Linked DNA regions of Oryctolagus cuniculus: all the other regions are linked to region 1. The links are chromatin contacts, called in public Micro-C maps. All regions are on one chromosome and are shown on one strand. Each heading gives the region's core, a stretch centred on a gene start, on an enhancer-like site or on the middle of the called end of the contact. The rest is flanking DNA. Distances are from core to core; before and after follow the strand shown. Region 1 holds the start of SERTAD2 (SERTA domain containing 2). Region 2 overlaps SERTAD2 (SERTA domain containing 2). Region 3 has its middle 85 kb from the start of SERTAD2.

The links. Hi-C and Micro-C count contacts between places; a contact is called where the count stands out from the background.
Region 2: a contact with region 1 is called in a Micro-C map of ear pinna, with 4 times the contacts expected there. The contact joins the enhancer-like site here to the promoter of SERTAD2 in region 1. A contact is called at or near these places in 3 of 6 Hi-C or Micro-C datasets (ear pinna, skin fibroblasts and an unstated tissue).
Region 3: a contact with region 1 is called in a Micro-C map of ear pinna, with 2.7 times the contacts expected there. The contact joins the enhancer-like site here to the promoter of SERTAD2 in region 1. A contact is called at or near these places in 4 of 6 Hi-C or Micro-C datasets (ear pinna, psoas muscle, skin fibroblasts and 1 more).

The regions. Positions count from the first base shown.
Region 1 is chr2:138,005,018-138,008,047 of mOryCun1.1, reverse strand. It overlaps SERTAD2 (SERTA domain containing 2), which reads right to left and starts at 1,620. Exons shown (of 2, transcript XM_008254336.4): 1 at 1,007-1,620.
Region 2 is chr2:138,110,975-138,114,004 of mOryCun1.1, reverse strand. The region is part of intron 1 of SERTAD2 (SERTA domain containing 2); the gene reads right to left. Among named protein-coding and RNA genes, the nearest start is that of SERTAD2, 110 kb to the right of the region's middle. Within about 2 kb of position 1,639, at least 4 of the 8 cell types and tissues checked have an H3K27ac peak or open chromatin away from gene starts, as enhancers often do. A contact at or near this core is called in ear pinna, where this site is marked.
Region 3 is chr2:137,919,792-137,922,821 of mOryCun1.1, reverse strand. No RefSeq gene overlaps it. Among named protein-coding and RNA genes, the nearest start is that of SERTAD2, 85 kb to the left of the region's middle. Within about 2 kb of position 1,496, at least 2 of the 8 cell types and tissues checked have an H3K27ac peak or open chromatin away from gene starts, as enhancers often do. A contact at or near this core is called in ear pinna, where this site is marked.

The sequences.
Region 1 (3,030 bases), core at 371-2,870:
CTTTCCTACACTTTAATATTTCAAAACATGTTTGGTTTGGCCTAATTTGAATCTTGTGGACAACCAGCCCAGAACTGGAATCAAAAAGGGTAATACCATTTGAAAACGGCTGGATTCTAAACAGCAACCTCAAAAGCCAATTCAGAGTAACTATTTCTCAGATTCTTTACTTCTACCTCAAACTAAACATTAAAGGTGTTTAAAAGATTTTCATATAGGCAGGTATTTCTACTTTTGAGCCACTGACAACCAAGAAACCAAAATTAAAAAAAAAATAAAATCCTATACAATAACATTGTTTAAAGAGCAATCAAGTACACAAAAGATGAATGAAAAATAATCTATATTTTTCCTATATCCTTAACACACTCCACTGTGTCCAGTGGCTGAAAAATTAAAAAAAAAAAAAAAAGTTCCCTGTTGTAATGCCTCTCAAGAACAGAGGTTAAGCTAAAGCCAAGCGTCAAACTGGATTTCCACCTCTCCTTGCTTCCCTCCAACAGGTTCAAAGACTTCCCAACCTTTCATAGTGAATTCATATTTTCCCAAAAGGGAACCCATGAAACTGTCTAAAATAAAATCGCCAAGCAATGCCACTAAACAACCCGTCTTCCCTTCTGCTCTAACCACGGATTCGAATTAAAAATGCCTTTTGCTTTGCCTATATTGAATAAAAGTTTAACTTTGATGTAGAGGAGAGCGTACCCTTTAGCCAATTCTACACTCTGCAGGTCACAGAGCCTATCGGATCACTTCGCTATCACCGCTCACTCAGCATCCAAAGGCCAGAAAGCATGCCATTACCAATTATTTCATAAGCATTCTAACGCCCCATGGTGCGAGTCTGGCAATACCTAGAAACACAGCAAGGCTGGCGAAGCAGGAGCCGAGGGGCGGAGGCAGCAGGGGAGGCACCACCTCGAGCCCACGCGGGACCCGGAGCCTCCGGCCCCCGGCCCGATCCCCGCCCTCCCCCAAAGTGGACCGGACCCCACCGGGTACTCACCCTTCAGCGCGAAAGTCGGCAGCGGGTCCAGCTCCGAGAAGGGTCGGGCGGCAGCGAGGGAGGGCCCGTCTGGGCCGCGGGCGGGGGCGCCGGTGCGTCACTCGGGCGCAGGACGGCGGGTCCCGCGGCTGCGAGCGGACCGAGCGGGAAACCGAGTCACGGCCGGCGAGGCGGTGGGGAGGTGGAGCGCCCCCTTCCTCATACGAGCCCCTGCCCCGGGGACGCAAAATAAAATCAGGGGAAATAATGGGCAAACAAATAAATCTCTCAGACGACCGGGAGCGAGGCACAGACTTTAATTCAAAGGGGGGAGACGGAGCGAGGTCTGGAGGAGACACGGTGAGAAGTGGCCCCGGGTCTATCCCATGCCTTTGCGGTCCCCAAGCGGAGGAGGAGGCTTGCTGAGGGGAAGTTGCAGCGGTTCCCAAGGAGGAGGAGGAGGAGGAGAAGGAGGAGGAGGAGGAGGAGGAGGATGTTACACCGTAGCAAGTACAGACAGACAGCCATGGATCAGAGGGGCGCAGCGAGCAGGGGCGGCCGCGGCGGGGCCAGCGGCAGCGGGGCGGTAGCACCGCCTGCTCGGCTCGCTCAAGACATTTAATTGGATTGATGGGTTGTGCAGTGACTCACAGACTGTTTTACTGAGTCGTACAGCAATCCCCGCCCCGCTGGACAGGGTAGATGCGGCGGGGACGGGCGGGGAAAGGGGCTGAGGGCGAGCCTGGAGGGGCGGAGGCGCCGGGGAGGGCGAGGCCTTGTAGGGGGCGGGGAGCTGAGCGGAGCCGCCCAACGGCGAAGCCCGCGGCTCCGACGGGCGTGGGAGCCGACCAATGGCGGCACGGCTCGCGAGGCGGCTGGCTTCGCCCCTGGCCCAATGAGTCTTCTGAGGACACTGCCGCGAACCGGGCGGGGGAAGTGGAGTGGGGGGTGGGGTGAGGTGGGTGGACGCTGAAGTGGTGGTGTTGGGGGTGGAGGGGGTGGAGGGAAAGATGAGGCTCTGGAGAACGGCGGAGTCACTCTGCTCTCCCCTCTCCAGAAGTGCGCCTTCTGCCAATCCGAGCGCCGCGTGGGGGAGATGGACGTAAGCTCAAGGCCAATGAGGAGGAGGAGGCTGCCGCGGCGAGCTGAGGGGACGACGCGGGCGGGCCTGGGCCCTCCCCGCGCCCCGCTGCGCGCTCCTCCCTCCCGCCGGGCCTGGGTCAGTCACGCAAATAACAGTGTGAGGGCTGGGGTGGCGCGGGGGGTGGCGCGCGGTCCTGCTGCTGGCTGCGTGACAGCTGTAGGGACTGGCTGTGCTGCCGGCTGCGCGCCGGCGGGAGGCGGCGGCGGCGGCGGCTGGCTCCTTACTCAGCTTGCCGGCGGCAGCTACTGCTGCTCAGCCTCTGCCTGGCGCGCCCAGGGAGCCCCTGTGGCCAAACCCCACTCCAGGAGAGGAGGGGGCAGCCCGATTCGGAGTGAATCGGTTCGAACTTGGCCCGCGTCCACGCGGTGCCCACTCTGAGAGGCAGCTCCGCGTGAGGTGCCGCGAGGCTGTCCTGTGAGTTTGAGGAGGCTGGACGCCAGAGCACGGGAGGCTTGGCAGTGGCATTGGCCTCCTGGCCTGCCGACTTTCTGGGGCAGTCGGGGTAGGTTGTGCACAGGCTCGAACAGCGCCCAAATACTTGGCTTTATGAGTGACTTTATTGAGTTTCTGCAACAGCCACTTCTACCCCTGGCCTGAGCGAAGATGTGGGGACTTCGCTTTTCAAGTGTATATGCACGCCTCAGCTTCCTGCAACACGGCTCTTCTCCCTCTTCCTCACCTTGAACCCTGGTGGCCGTGCTGGGGAGCGCCCACTGCTCCGTGTCCTCGTGTCCTCGCTGCTGAGTCCCAGGAGCCATGGCGCTTCTTAGTGTCTTGGCTACTGCCCAGCAATCATTTTACAGACCTTAACCCTTTCCACGCACTGTACTTGGGAGTAACTGCAGTCACCAATAACCTGGAGGGAGATGCCTACAGAAGCAAATCCGCTAGAAAAACCCAC
Region 2 (3,030 bases), core at 390-2,889, 110 kb before region 1:
GAAGTTAGGCTTCAAAAGATCTCTGAGAGGAGAGGGGCTCAAAATTGGTAGCTTGGTTCCAATTTCTGAAGAGAGGAAGTGATAGGGAAGGTGTGTCTGAAAGATGTGTGACTGAAAGTGACCAGGCAGCGGTGGAGCCACTGGCACGCTCTCACAAGGGTGTGCTGTTAGTACGCAGGTGGCTCAGAGGGAGGCACTCCTGGAAGCCTTCACGTCCACACACCTCAAGGCCCTGCTGGTTCATGCCCTCCATACACTGTCAAGAGCCTGATCCAACTTCCTTTCGCAGTAGTAACAGGACTAGAAATTCAGCGGTGTCCTTTTTCAGACCTACGGCAGACTTCACAATTAAGCAACTTGCTGCTTTAAAAGTCAGCTATGTGAAGGTGGCTACAGGTGGGCCTGTGGGGCCCGGGGAGCACAGTAGAGGCCGCCCCTGGCTTGCAGGCTTCAGACAAAAACAAGTTTTTAAAGACCTGAGCGGGCACAGCTGTCTGGGGAAGGGCTCCTCACTCCAAGGGCAGTTTTCAGAGGCTGTCTCCCTGGTCTCACCACTCTGCTGGTGGAAGCGGCCAGCAGCGCCCATGCCAACACTGAAACCATACGCTCGGGTCTCTGCACTGACATCAACCATTCAGAGATACGTGCACACACACGCGCGCACACATGCAGCCCCTCTTTGGAAAAGAAAGGCAGCAAAGGCTGAGGAGAGGCCAGCGGGGGCCGTTTCCTCTGACACCCAGTGCCGCCAGTACCCAAGGCTGTGGGTGGAACCGTGTTCTTTCTGTTTCTTTTGAGGAAGGGGGTGGAAGAAAGCAGCGCCCATGGCACAGTGAACTGTGTGCGTGACAGGCAGGCTCCCGGCCCCAGAGAAGCGGGCTCAGAGCTGGGCCACAAACTGCTTTGAGACAACTTGGGAAAGAGAATATTCTCCTTCCCCTCCTTCCACATACTGGCCTTCCGCCGGGTGGTTGGAAGGGAGAGGCGGCTCTCAACAAAAGGGTGTTTCCCACCAGCCGGGAGGCCCGCCTCTGGGGAAGGGCTCTTCAGAAACCCGGCAGCTGGGCAGCTCGCTCCCGGGCAGGAAGGAAAAGCCCCAGCCTACTTCCATGGGGGTGGGGTGGGAGATGCTGGCTCAGACAACTTTCACGACGGAGCACTGTGACCCCACCCACGTGCTCAGCACCCGACAACCTCCCCACCCCCACACCAGGGAGCACACAAAAGCCACCCTGGGGAAGGTGATGCTGGCGGGGTCGGAACAGGAAGCTACTACAAGCAAGAGGGTCTCCGCTGTCCCTCCTGCAAGAGGGTGCAGGGCTATGACTGCCCATGGCCCAGGGAGTGCCAGCAACAGTGGCAAAGCAGCCCCAGCTTCCAGACACACAGGGTAAGGGCTCGGCCAAGACAGCTAGACAGCAAGTGCTGCTAACCCCTAAGCTGCCTGGGGTCAGAAAGCGTTTTTTTTAAACGCAAAGCTCATCCAGGGTTTTGGAGGTGCCCACAGTAACACCCATGCTAATTGGTAAGTAAGACAAAGCCTCCCCTAACAAATCGGCAATGTAATTATAAAGCCAGTCACTAGAACAGCCAGTTACCCGTGCTCTGGGAGACTCTGAACCTGTAACCCGACACCACTGTTTGCAGCCGGGTGCCGAGGGCCCAAGCCTCCCCCGCCGACCAGGCCAGGCCCGCGGGGCACCGCAGCCGCGCCTGGAGCTCAGCCCCTGCAGCTGCACGGAGACCCACAGGACGACCCTCCTGGCCTCCTCCTGGCAGCCTGCAGGGAAACTGAAACCCCGCCATGTCAACCTCCAAGTCCACTTCAGAAACAACGGCTCTGACTGTACGCGGCTGTTTTCTACAGTTCCCATTTTAAGAAATTCTAGCTTTCTCTCGCAGAATTTTTACATGCTTCTATAAAACTGAAGACAATTCCCAACACTGGTGGTTTATCAAATATGATTCTTTTCTCTGGAAAAATGAAAGAAATTTTAGAGATATTGATAACTAAATGCCATTAGTAAACAAGAGAGAGGAGAGGGGATATTTCACATCACTATTCCTTACGAATTAATTACGGTCTTGTCAGCAAACATTTGGAAAGAAAATCAGGCACTTTAGACTAAATATCAAGTTGTGTAAAATGTTTCTAATCTCCTGTCTTATTGGTACCTCTGCCAGCAGGGAGTTTTAGGTCTTAATCTCAGGTCTATGCAGCCACAGAAACCAGTCACCTTCTCCCAAGGACAATGGAAATGCTACCAATTCTCTTCTTTTATTTGAGGATTCTGGCTAAACGACTGCACACCTAATTAAAGTTAAGGTTTAGTAGAACCCGACAGTTCTGAATTGGAACTTAACAAACACATACATCAAATATGAGCTGATGCTTTGTACTCCGGGAAGGAAAATAACCCTGAACATGTTGATGGAATACGACAGGCAAAATGTCTGTGGCTGTCGATGCTGGGCGACCAGTACAAGGTGACGCACTGTACTCTTCCTTTTACTGTTCAGCATGTTTGGAATTTTCCACAATAAAACGTTTAAACTACGACAAGTCAATACAAACCTTAGAAATTCTATGAAATTAAAAAACAATCACAATAAATTATTTGCACATTCAGTGAGAACCATTGTACTCATTTTAACTGCTAGATTTTTGCACAGAAGAAAGCTATCCGTGCTCCAGGTAAACAAGCCACGTCCAGCACGAGTCAGAACTCCTTTACATTCTGACAGACGCAGCACATCCACAAGGGGGCGCAGCAGAGTAACAGGCGGTGGGAATGCCTTTCTCCACTGCAGTTTCCAGCTACACATCTCTCAGAGCACAAACATTCATATCCAAGACTGCTCCCAAATTCAAGCATCTAAAGGACAATGCTGAAGAAGTTTGGAGGCTTGCCAAGCACAACCCAGAAAGGTTTTGTTGCATGTGTATAAGTAGCATTGATGTTTCAAAAACCATGGTTAAAATCCCTGGAGGATTCCTGAAGTGAGAACACGCTCACACAACAAACACAA
Region 3 (3,030 bases), core at 247-2,746, 85 kb after region 1:
AATACCTAATGAATACCAATGAAGGCAGAAAGGGAAGAGCTGTCTGCTCAAGGAGCTGCCTAAGAGCAGAGAGAGAGAGAGAGAGAGAGAGAGCATGCGCAGCGTTCACCAGCAGGAAGGCCCAGGCACAGTCCCCTTTCCCTTTCTTAAAGATCAGGGCCAGCTAGGCAGCTCCCCAGTCTCAGGCAGCCAGGATACGTTGGAGACCCCACAAGACCATCCCTGAGTCATCCAGTCTTTGTCACAGCCATCTTTGGTCCAGCCCTGGCAGCCAGCCCTGTCCTCTCCCCAGGCAGAGCCTGCCCAAGAATAGATCTGGTTGGATTCACCTGGACACGGAAACAGGCCCATGTCACAGTGGGAGAGCTGGACCTGGTGGATGTGGCGTGACATTGCTGAAAGGGAAAATCATGACTTCCATAAAAATATTTTTAAATGGGGGCAGGTGTTTAAGATATCACTACCCACATCAGAGTGCCTGGGTTCAATACCTGCCTCTGGCTCCTGACTCCAATTTCCTGCTAAGCAGACCCCGGAAGGCAGCAGGTGATGGCTCAAGTAGTGGGGACCTGGGGCTCCTGGCTTCCACCTGGCCCAATTCCAGCTGCTGCAGGCATTTATGAAGAGAACCAGTGGGTGGGAATGCTTGCACACACTCTCTCTCTCTCTCTCTCTCAAATAAATAAATAATAAACACATGTTAAAGAACTTTATGTTGCTCAAATGATATGACAGACCCAGGCAGAGAGATGTTACAATGGATTCACAGGGAAAAAAGAATCACAAATTTATACAAAGGAATGTGGAGATGAATTGCAGATGAAGACAAAAATGATTTTTTTTCCTGCCAAGTGAGAAGTCAACTTTCTCCCTGACTTGAGCATGTATTAATGAGCTACAATTTACAGAGTTGGGAAACAGCTGAAAGACAAGGAACAGGGTGAGAATCTCACAAGCCTGAAGGGTGTGCTGTGTGAGAGCCACGATTTCCTAATGAAACCCAATGTTTCCCCTTATACTTGTAAAGTTACTAACCCAAGGGAGAGCCTCTGCGTTCGACGGATGCTTCCCTTAAACTCCCCACTGCTTCTCCACCTGGCCTCTGCCCAGCAGATACAGTCGGGGAAGGATAAGCTCCATCCGGTGGGTCTGCAGCCGGGAGCCAGGAACTCAACCCAGGTCTCCCCTATGGGTGGCAGGGACCCAACTACCGGGAGCCATCACTGCTGTCTCCCAGCGTGTGCATTGGCAGGAAGCTGAGATCAGAAGCTGGGGCCAGTTATCAAACCCTGGCACTGTGGCTGCTGCCGGGGGCCGGGTGTCCTAAGAAAGCCTCCGAGCTTTCTTTAGCTCCAAAGCTCTAGAATTCAGGAGCTTAAGAAACTGCTGTTAAGAAATCTTAACTGGCCCTAGGATTGCGCAAGCAGGCGGCAGCCCACAGGTTTGACTCTTTCCTGCCCTACCACCTCAACCACGAAGCCGGCAAGTAAGAGAGCGTCTCAGGGCTTTGCCTTTGGTCGTTTGGTATTCTTACACCCACCCCAGCAGCTGTGGGCGCCTGAGCAACACTCCCCTTTGGTTTGACAGAGAAGACCCCTTCCCCTTGCCACGTATGTTTTCCAGGAAGGACCGCGGTGTACGAGCCAAGGAGACCTCCAAACAGGGCTCAGGGAGGCTGCAATCCAGGCGGGTGGTACACAGCAGACAGCCACGCGCCATGCCGGGACGCACCGGGGCGCGTGCGGCAGAGCGGAGCGCCCCGCAGGGCCCTTGGGCTCGCAGCACCGGGCCTCCCAGCGCACAGGCGGGGTTAGCCCGGGGGCAGGGCCCCTTGAGGGGTTAACGTGAGACTCCGAGGGAGCCCCGGGACGATGCGAGGGCCCCCTCCCTCCCCACCTAGCCGGGTGTCTCCTGCCTACAGACGCAGGAGCAAGAGAAACCGTTTCCGTCCTGAATTGTCCCCAGACTGCCAGAGATGTTAATGAAAGGGCGATTGTGTGGCCAGAGTGTTTTCTTCGGCCATCTGCCCGGGGAACGGAGAGCAAGCCCGGAGGCAAGTCACCAGCTCCATCCCACGACGACACCTTCTGCTCGCTACTGACCCCTCCTGGGGCGAAAGGGACGGCTGGCGCGGGGAAGGGCACTCCTGGAGCCAGCGCCTGTTTCTAGAGGGCGAATCCTGCCCAACCTCAGCCGGCTGCCACGTTCGGGGGTCGCATCACACCTGGGGGCCTCCCCGCCTTTCATCTTTTGCTTGAATCCCCCAGACGTTTTGTCCTGGGACCGGCAAGGTCACCTGGGTGCGGAGAAGCTGGGGTCCTTCTGAGGGGTCCTTAACAACTGTTGATTGATGTCCCACCCAGAGCTGACTCCCGCCAGAAGAGTGACTGACTCTGGCACTGGCCAGAACCCAGTGGAAAGGTCTGGAGGGGCTGCTGGCGGTCGGGAGCCCTGAGGGGAGGGGGGAGTTTGGGTGGGTGGGGGTGGGGCTGTAGAGAAGGGGAGTGGAGTCTAGCGCCCCACCCCCACCCCGCAGTGCACACACCCTCCTCCCCACAAGGGGTTAGTTCTTACTGACCGCCTGTCTGCAAAATGGGCTGTTAGGAGGCAGAGCCGGCGGCGTGGGGCGGGGAAAGTGAATCGTGACTGACCAGGCTGACGGGCGCCTTGGCAGGAGGTGAGCAGGAGTCCAGCATCAGGCTGGCCAAGGCTGGGCCACAGCCAGGTGGTGAGGCCTTGCTCCTCTCCCAGCCTCCTGGCTCCCCGACTTTTTTTTTTTTTTTTTTTTTTTGGTTTAGGGGATTAAATGATATGAATTGTTTAGTGCCTGGCAGTTCAAGAAATGAAAGCTTAAAAATAAAATGGGCAAAGGCTGTGTAATTAACTGCCTGGATTGTGAGTGTGAACCAGGCACTGGGCTGAGCACGCTACATAATCTCATTTAATCTCAGCAGCTCCCTAAAGCAAGTATCCTGTGATCCCACGTTCACACTTGAGCAAATGGGCACAGAGAGCGTAAGGTGCCTGAGC